3 separate regions of the Mus musculus genome follow, and all the other regions are linked to region 1. A link is a contact called in public HiChIP or PLAC-seq data. All regions are on one chromosome and are shown on one strand. Each heading gives the region's core, a stretch centred on a gene start, on an enhancer-like site or on the middle of the called end of the contact. The rest is flanking DNA. Distances are from core to core; before and after follow the strand shown. Region 1 holds the start of Pklr (pyruvate kinase liver and red blood cell). Region 2 overlaps Gm33845 (a long non-coding RNA gene). Region 3 holds the start of Efna3 (ephrin A3).

What was found. HiChIP or PLAC-seq counts read pairs in DNA pulled down with a chosen protein or histone mark.
Region 2: an HNF4G HiChIP or PLAC-seq map of pancreatic cancer cells shows a contact between it and region 1. The contact joins the enhancer-like site here to the promoter of Pklr in region 1. A contact is called at or near these places in 10 of 39 promoter capture datasets (the 3T3-L1 cell line, the C10 cell line, the HPC-7 cell line and 5 more), 3 of 484 Hi-C or Micro-C datasets (CD4 T cells, extraembryonic endoderm stem cells and olfactory sensory neurons), 1 of 115 datasets of contacts at active chromatin or transcription factors (pancreatic cancer cells) and 3 of 9 other capture datasets (adipose tissue, liver and macrophages).
Region 3: a contact with region 1 is called in an HNF4G HiChIP or PLAC-seq map of pancreatic cancer cells. The contact joins the promoter of Efna3 here to the promoter of Pklr in region 1. A contact is called at or near these places in 4 of 39 promoter capture datasets (the HPC-7 cell line, macrophages, pre-B cells and 1 more), 2 of 115 datasets of contacts at active chromatin or transcription factors (embryonic stem cells and pancreatic cancer cells) and 2 of 9 other capture datasets (adipose tissue and liver).

The regions. Positions count from the first base shown.
Region 1 is chr3:89,134,743-89,137,442 of GRCm38.p6, reverse strand. Pklr (pyruvate kinase liver and red blood cell) reads right to left here and starts at 1,301. Exons shown (of 11, transcript NM_013631.2): 1 at 1,161-1,301; 2 at 37-219. The coding sequence starts at 1,260.
Region 2 is chr3:89,298,372-89,301,155 of GRCm38.p6, reverse strand. All of the region lies in intron 1 of Gm33845 (a long non-coding RNA gene), which reads left to right. Among named protein-coding and RNA genes, the nearest start is that of Gm33845, 3.2 kb to the left of the region's middle. Within about 2 kb of position 1,440, at least 105 of the 459 cell types and tissues checked have an H3K27ac peak or open chromatin away from gene starts, as enhancers often do. A contact at or near this core is called in adipose tissue, liver and pancreatic cancer cells, where this site is marked.
Region 3 is chr3:89,321,569-89,324,336 of GRCm38.p6, reverse strand. Efna3 (ephrin A3) reads left to right here and starts at 1,398. Exons shown (of 5, transcript NM_010108.2): 1 at 1,398-1,631. The coding sequence starts at 1,504.

The DNA of each region.
Region 1 (2,700 bases), core at 52-2,551:
GGCCCAGTGTGGCGGCCCAGGGTTGGGTGGTCTTACCGATGGTGGCAATGATGCTGGTGCTCCTAGCGGCCACAGGCTCTGAGTCGATATCCAGAAGGCAGAGGTGTTCCAGGAAGGTGTCCGCCATAGCTGCGGGCAGTTGCTGCTGCTGGAAGAAGGCAGTGCCCAGCTCCTGGGTCAGCTGGGCCACACTGGCACGTCTCAGGTATCCTGCTGGCCCTGCGGTAGATGGGGACTCAGGATCCTGCACAGACAATCGCCTATCCCCCATGTGCTTCCTGCCAGTGCACCCTGTGTCTATTCAGCCCTCCGGTCTGTGTGAGGAGGCCTTCCTTCAATCTGAGTGTCACACATTACTTTGTTTAGTCTCCAGGGTTCTATGGAGCAGGCTGTTAGATGTGCTCTTTCCCAACTTTACAAGGAAGGAAAAAGACGGAGAGAGAAAATGCACTGTCTAAGAAAAGGGCATCTTCCAAGGAAGATGATTCAAATCTAGGTCTAGCTCAAAGCTGAGTCCTTACGGACCCAGTTACCGAGACCCTCCCCCACCCCGCCCCCCAGCAGACCACTCAGCCTCAGCACCCCCAGAAGCCTCCCTCAAGTCTCAAGGCATCTCATTCTCTAGGCCTGGAATCTCTCTGTTACTTTTCCTTGTTTACTTCCTTCTAGCTCCAGGCAACTCTCTGGCTTCCCCACTTCCCTCCCCTCCAAGTTCCCTCCATCTATACAGTGCGGCTCTATCCCCTGCCTGCCCCCTTGTGGGGGAAACCCCCGTAGCTTGACCCAGCCCGGCTCAGTAGAGCACCTTCCATACTGCTGCGTACCTGCTGTGTCTGTGGGTCTGCTTTATACTCTGCCTTTGTCAGTGGGATGGGGCCTGGCACAGACGAGATCAGTCCTGGTTAAAGTATAACCAGCTAGCATCTCTCTTGCCAATGGAAGCCTTGTACACTGGGGGCCAGAGTCCAGGAACCACGGGAGTGCCCCGTGGCGTCCATGCTGCCGGATCCCCTTTGGCCTGTCTGCAGAGCCTGGATCAAAGGCTCAAATCAAATTTAACAGAGGCTGTAGTGGGCATCCTTCCCCCAAGGCCTCCACCCCCAACACTGATTCTACCCTAATTCTCCTCTCTGTTCAGTGGCTTCCCTTCCTCTTCTTACCTCCTGGAGCCCCACTTAAAGCAGACTTTGCTAAGTCTTTTTGGGACTTAAAGATCCAGGGCCAGAGCTGCTGGGGTAGCTCGTTCTCTTGGACAGACATGCTTCCAAAGTGTGGGACTGGGGCTGCAAGAACCACAGACTGGGAGGAGAGTGTACCCTAACTGCTGGTCTTATCTGCAGGAGCCAGAGAATAGAAAAGAGGCACACCCAGTAGGCAGCCCCATCCCCACACAGAGTCCCTTCTGGAGGGCTGTCGGTTGTCAGTCCCCACATCTTCCCTTCCCCTAGGTCATCCGTTTTTCCTGGTCAATTTTTAGTCCATTCATACTGTCAGTCCATCAGCTTCAATAGAGACTAGTTCATCGCCAGTGATACAATCCTTTTCTCTTTGTATTTTATTGACAAGAATCTTAGGTATATTCTCAGAGCAAGAGCTTGAATGTGGGGACTAGATTGTGGAAAAGAGGGAGGAACTTTTTTTTCTCTTCTCTTCTCTTCTCTTCTCTTCTCTTCTCTTCTCTTCTCTTCTCTTCTCTTCTCTTCTCTTCTCTTCTCTTCTCTTCCCTTCCCTTCCCTTCCCTTCCCTTCCCTTCCCTTCCCTTCCCTTCCCTTCCCTTCCCTTCCCTTCCCTTTCCTTTCCTTTCCTTTTCTCTTCTAGACAGGGTTTCTCTGTGTAGACCAGGCTGGCCTCGAACGCAGAAATCTGCTTGCCTCTGCCTCCCAAGTGCTGGGATTAAAGGCGTGCGCCACCACCACCTGGCAGAGGGGAACCCTTTGATAGACGTTAGAGGGTATCTCAGTTTCTCGCATCTGTTCCTCTGTGAATCCAAAGATGAAACTATAAACAGTTCTAGGCACTAATTGATAAACTTGTTTAGATTGATGTTGACGAACCATATTAGTAAACACAGGAAGCCTGAGCACAGGGGAGTTCTTCAGCCATCGTGGGGACATCGCACCCAACTCACTTTTTACCAAGGCACCAGGGAGAGTGACCTTGCCTTGCTGACCACCATGAGCATAAGCTGCAGTCCTGCTGTCAAAATTCCCTATAACTACCCCAACCAACAGACGGGCCACCTGGCACTTACTTTTTTTCCATATCCCAGATGACCCTAGACTGGGGATTCTCTTGACCCCATTCTTGGGTGACTTTACAAGTTCAGCAAAGTTGCTAGAACAGTGGGATTCTCTAGGAAGGCTTCCATGACACTATGACAATGACAATGGCCAGTGACAACCCTGGAGGATACAGTGGGAGTCAAGCAGATAGAAAGATGGAACCTTCGCCCTCCATGGGTTTTAATATAGTGTGTGTGGGGAAATGACAGACTACTAGCAAATAAATAAATACTTTAAACTGGGTAAGGGGTGTCAGGCATGGATCATAGGACTGGGCAGGGTGGCCGGGTGGGACAGTGGTGTATCTTAGGCACCTCTTAAATAAGATGAGGCTTTCTTTAATGTGATTATGCTTAAGCTATTAAGGATGAGAAGGCACCAGCAGGGGCTGCAGGGGCAGCAGGGGCAGCAGGGGCAG
Region 2 (2,784 bases), core at 191-2,690, 160 kb before region 1:
ATGTGTATGTGTGTGTATATGTGTGTGTATGTGTGTATATGTGTGTATATGTGTGTGTCTGTGTATATACATTATTTTCCTTCCCTTTCTTCTCACTAAACACTCTCTTATATCCCTCTATCTTAAAAAAATTAATAAACTTGGGGCTGGAGAGATAACATTAGTTGTTAAGAGCACTGGCTGTTCTTCCAGAAGAAAGGGGTTCAGTTCCTAGGACCCACATGGCAGCTCACAACTGTCTGTAACTCCTGCTCCAGGGGATCTGATACTCTCACATACCTAACAATTATTGATTGAATTACTGATTAAATAATCAATTATTGTTTGAATATGAGACATTAGGCATTTAATGTTTTTTAATGCTAGATTTTTTAAAATATTTATTAATTTTTATGTATGTGTGCTCTACCCGAATGTACACCATCATGCCAGAAGAGGGCAACAGATCACTGAATAGATGGTTGTGAGCTACCATGGGGTTGGTGAGAGTTGAACCCAAGACCTCTGGAAGAGCAGACAGTGCTCTTAACCGCTGAGCCATCTCTCCAGCCCTAATAGAAGACTTTTTAAAACATTTCTTTCAATACTTTTAAGCCTTCCTCAGAAACTTACATGAGTTTTTCAGGACAGAGAGACAAATGGTTTGCCTTTGGGGGATTGCAGGGTCTCATGTGAGCCTTGAACAGGCTGTGAGGCTGACCTTGAACTTGTGATCACTCTAATTGCACTTTCCCAGGTGTTTGCCACAACATCCAGGTGGATTGACCCTTCAAAGGTTCACTGCTAAGTGATATTTGGCAAAAGCAGAGCAGTCTTTGACCTAGGGCTAATCTAAAGAGGCAATATCATCCTGGAGTGTGGGCTGCTACACCAGCTAGCCAATCAGGAGATAGAAACCACACAGTACTTTGAGCAGGAGAAGTTTAATGTGAGAACTTATTAACCATAATAAGGGCTTAGAGTAGGGAGGGGTTGCCTGGCAGAAGTCAACAGAACTCCAAAAGAATACGGGAATTGTCAAGCACACTTATAGTTCAGGAACTCTAGAAGCTGAGGCAGGAGGATTGCTTAATTCCAGGAGATCAGGGCCCACCTGGGCAACATAGTAAGTCTCCATAGTCTAAAATAATAATAATAAAAATAATGATAATAATTTTTTCAAGGAGAGCACGGGGAATGGCGGGTATAACGGCAGCCACTTCTCCAGTGGTCCTGCGCGACAGTAGCAGAGGAGTTTCAGCGGCTGCAGAAATCAGCGCGGATGCGTCAGCATCGGGAAGAAAAAGCGCTTTTCTCAGACTGTCTCTGCAAGCGCCCCCTCCGGTTTTACAAAGGCTTTGAAGTTTAGAGGTTATGCATCTGGAACCAGCCAAGAGTAGTCAAGGCAAGACTGCCTTTCCGCGGTGGCTTGTGGGATGACGAGGGATTGGTGGCCCTGGTGAGAGCTCTGCTTTCGTTCTCCCACAGTTCTTAGCAAACGAGACTGGCTTCCCCGCAGGCTGTGTTACTCATCCGAAGCTGAAGACCTGAGGGACGCTGTACCAGTTTCCAAAGTCCCTTCTCTGTACAACTCCTGTCTAGGACTCTGTGCTGCAAACTAGAGCTGCCTTGGTCTTCCTGGGCTGCATTCCTTCCCTTCCTCCCCTCAGAGACTCTGACTCGCAGGCTGCATCTCCCACACCCAATCCTGGAATTTCCACCCACGAAGCTGCGTGGTCTTGGGGCTCGCTTCATTCGTGTTTGCCCTCTCAAATAGCACCCCAGTTTTACCTCTTCTCCTGTGTCTGATTATCAGTAACAGGAACTATTCTTTTATTTATTTATTTATTTTTTTTTCCGAGACAGGGTTTCTCTCTGTAGCCCTGGCTGTCTTGGAACTCACTCTGAATATCAGGCTGGCCTTGAACTCAGAGATCACTTGCCTCTGCCTCCTGAGTGCTGGGATTAAGGGTGTGCATCACTATTGCCAGGCTATGTGTTTAGCTATTTAAGACAAAAAGAGAAGAAAATGGTCCCTGTACTCCATCAGGACACAGTCCAGAGGTTTATGGAGTGGGATACAGAATGGGCACAGTGAGAGAATACGTGCTTAGCGCTTTGGAAGCCTGAAGCACGCTCTCAGTGTCAAACACACAACAAAGCTGAGACTGCGTAAGTGGCCGCGTGGATAGGGACACTTACTGCTCTTGCAGAGGACCTGGGCTCAATTCCCACAGCCAGCTAGGAGATCTCTAGACCTAGGGGGTCTGACATCCTCCTACATGCACGTGGAACACTTACATACACTCAGGCTCACACACATTAAAAGATAGAATCAATACATACTTTCTTTAAAGAAAATTCTAGTCTGGGTGTTGTGGCCCATGTTTTTAATCCTAGCTCTCAGGAGGCAGAGTCAAGTGACTCTCTGTTAATTAAAGGTCAACTTGGTCTATATAATAAGTTTGAGGCCAGCCAGGGTTGCGTAGTGAGTCCCTGTCTCAGAAACAAACAAAAATAAAACCCAAAAATCAAACCCAAGACCATTACACTCAAAACCACCTGTGATTTGGGGAGTCTTTCCTCCCCCTCCCACCATGACTCTGACTTTGTTTGTTTAGTTGTTTGGTTGGTTTTGGTTTTTTCGAGACAGGGTTTCTCTGTACAGCCCTGGCTGTCCTGGAACTCACTCTGTAGACCAGGCTGGACTCAAACTCAGAAATCTGCCTGACTCTGCCTCCCAAGTGCTGGGATTAAAGGTGTGCACAACCACGCCTGGCTTCGTTTGCTTTTTAAATAGACTTT
Region 3 (2,768 bases), core at 149-2,648, 190 kb before region 1:
TACTGTGCATGCGGTGCCCTTCCCCCAAGGCAGGCGTGTGGTCAGGGCCTTGTACTGCCAAAGGTAACTGACTGAGGTGCTGCTATCTTTCCTACCTCTTGAAACACAACAAAACAGCAATGTGCCTGCCTCCCTGGGCACAGGTGCTGTGGGTTCTAAGAACCCAGTAAGGCCCGGTTCTGCTTTGTCTTTCAGTCTGGGCTTCTGGGAAAGAGACAAGATAAGGGGTGAATGCCTAGTAGATCTGTATTCTGGATCCCTCACAAAGAGGGTCAATCACATGGGAGAAGAGTGTGTCTGTATACGTCAGTGTCTCTGTCTAGGGGCCTATGTTTACACCAATTTCTACTCTATAGGCACCTTGTGTGCCTAGATTGGACTGTATGTCAAGTGTCCATTGCTCCTGTTTCTGGATATGGACACCTTTATTTTTTTTCTCTCCCATCGCTGTGTGCATGTCATCTTTGTGCCTGTATGTCCCTAAGAAGACAACTGCTGTGGCAAGTGCTGGAATATAAGGTGCCCTCTGTCCTTAGAGAAAGCATCTATGGAAGCAGGAATGAGCGTGCCTAAGGACATCACTGAGGGAATCGGAGGCAGTGAGGGGACCTCTGTGGGCTTTCCAAGAAGACTGCTCCATTCCTGCCTGGCTCCAACTCGCCTTGGCAACTCACCACCACCAAATACCTTTGCCCTGGATTACCATAGAAGGCTTAGGCTTTTTTTTTTTTTTTTGAGACGGGGCGGGGGGTGGGGGTGGGGGGACACGGTCTCGCTGCGTAGCCCTGCCTGGCCTGGTACTTGTTACACAGACCAATGTAGGTGCCCTCGAACTCACAGAGATCTGCCAGGCTCTGCTTCTAGAGTGTCAGGATTAAGGAAGTATAGCTACTGTGCCCAGCCCCCAGAAGGTGACACTCTGGGCTGAGGTGTTCTGGTTTGGCTTCAGGTGAGGGCCTTCAGGCAGCCAGCTGTTAGCTCTTGGTACCACCTGAAGGCTTCCCCATCTTGTGTCCATTTAACTCCTTGCACACATGGAAAGGGGTGGAGGAAGTAGAGGTCCGATATGGGTCTACTCTTGCTTATTCCAGACGTAGATCTTCGCTCAACGCCCCCACACTCTATGGAGAAAGGTGTGGACCTACACCAGATGTATGTCCAGGTCTTGGCTTCCAAATCCTTCTGTGAACTCCAAGCTTGGGGGACCTAAAGACGCAAACCTCTGCAGCAAATCACCTAGGAGAGAGGAGAGGCGCGTTGTTCCTAAAGGGGCTACACAGTATGGGTCGCCCACGCGCGGCGCGCTCTGGGCTCAAGTGGGGCGGAGCCCCGCGTGAGCGCGCCAGGGGCGGGGCTTCGGGGGCGCGCCCAGAAGGGCGGAGGGAAGGATTGTGGGCGTGACTAAGATTGGGGGCTGGCAGCGGCGGCAGCAGGGAGCTGGGAAGCTGAGAAGCCGGGAGTGCGGGGCTCAGTCGGGGGGCGGCGGCGGCGGCGGCTCCGGGGATGGCGGCGGCTCCGCTGCTGCTGCTGCTGCTGCTCGTGCCCGTGCCGCTGCTGCCGCTGCTGGCCCAGGGGCCTGGGGGCGCACTGGGAAACCGGCATGCGGTATACTGGAACAGCTCCAATCAGCAGTGAGTCGGGGACCCGGAGAACCCGTGCGTCCCGCGTCAGTGATGGGGGAGCTGGTGGGCCCGAGAAGTCCTAGGGGAACCTGGCAGCAGTCCTGGGAGACAGGCTTGGTACCGAGAGGCGAGGGAGAGGGGACGCACTATGTGGGCGTCTGTGAAACTCGGGGGTGTCTGAGAGAAGCTGTTGGGGCATAGTAAAGAGCGCTCTGGCCGTGCGGAGGAGGCTGTTGGGGGTCCCTAACCCCATCTTGGTTTCTCTCCACACTCGCCAATGGAATAGTGTTCTCTGTCCCGTAGTCTCCCCCACCATCCACGCTCCTTTTGGCTAGGTTGAAGTCTGTGAGTACCGGTGTGCTAGGGATAGGCCGCTGCGTTTGGGAGCTGAAGGATGACCTGTTTTCAGCCTGTAATGTTGATGGGGTTCTGCTTAAGACTCTTGGTTTTAAAAGTGGGGTTCGGCATTAAGGCAGGAACTCCGATTCTCCACCTCCTCAGGACGAAGGGTAAGGGGTTGCTCTGGTTGTGTGAATAAGCCCTGCTGGGGTGAGCCGGGCCAGGGTCGCGAAGTTGGGGGGCCCTAGGAACGCAGGGTACTGGTGAGAAGGAAGAAGGCAGAGATGTCGGCATGTCACACACACACACACACACACACACGCACACACACACACACACACACGCACTGAAGCTAGGGACGGCGTATGGCACTGAGTGTGAACGGGCGTGCGCGGCTGTCAGTGTGCGTGTGTCTGTGTGTGATTTGTGTGTCTGCGTCGGCGACCGTCTAGGGGTGGGAGCGGGCGGCGGATCGGGGAGGGGGCTGCGGTCGGTGTCCGCGTGGCCAGTCTTGTCTGGGCTGGGGTGGCTCTTGGCGCCGCCGCGGTCTGGGCGGGTGTCAGGGCGGCCGTGTGGTTTCCTCCGGTGTGTGGCGCGGCGGCTCGGTGCCGGCTGCCGGACCGGGCCATCATTCTGCACAGTCCTTGCTGCCCTTGTCTTCTCCCTGCCGAGCTGTCGTGTGTATCACTCTGGCCACCTCAGTGTATTGGTAGGGGGATCCCTGGGGACACGGGGATCACTGTCACACCTGCCCGGGCGGTGGCGGCAGCTTTGCTTCTGACTCTCCGCCCTGGGGGCCGACTAGGG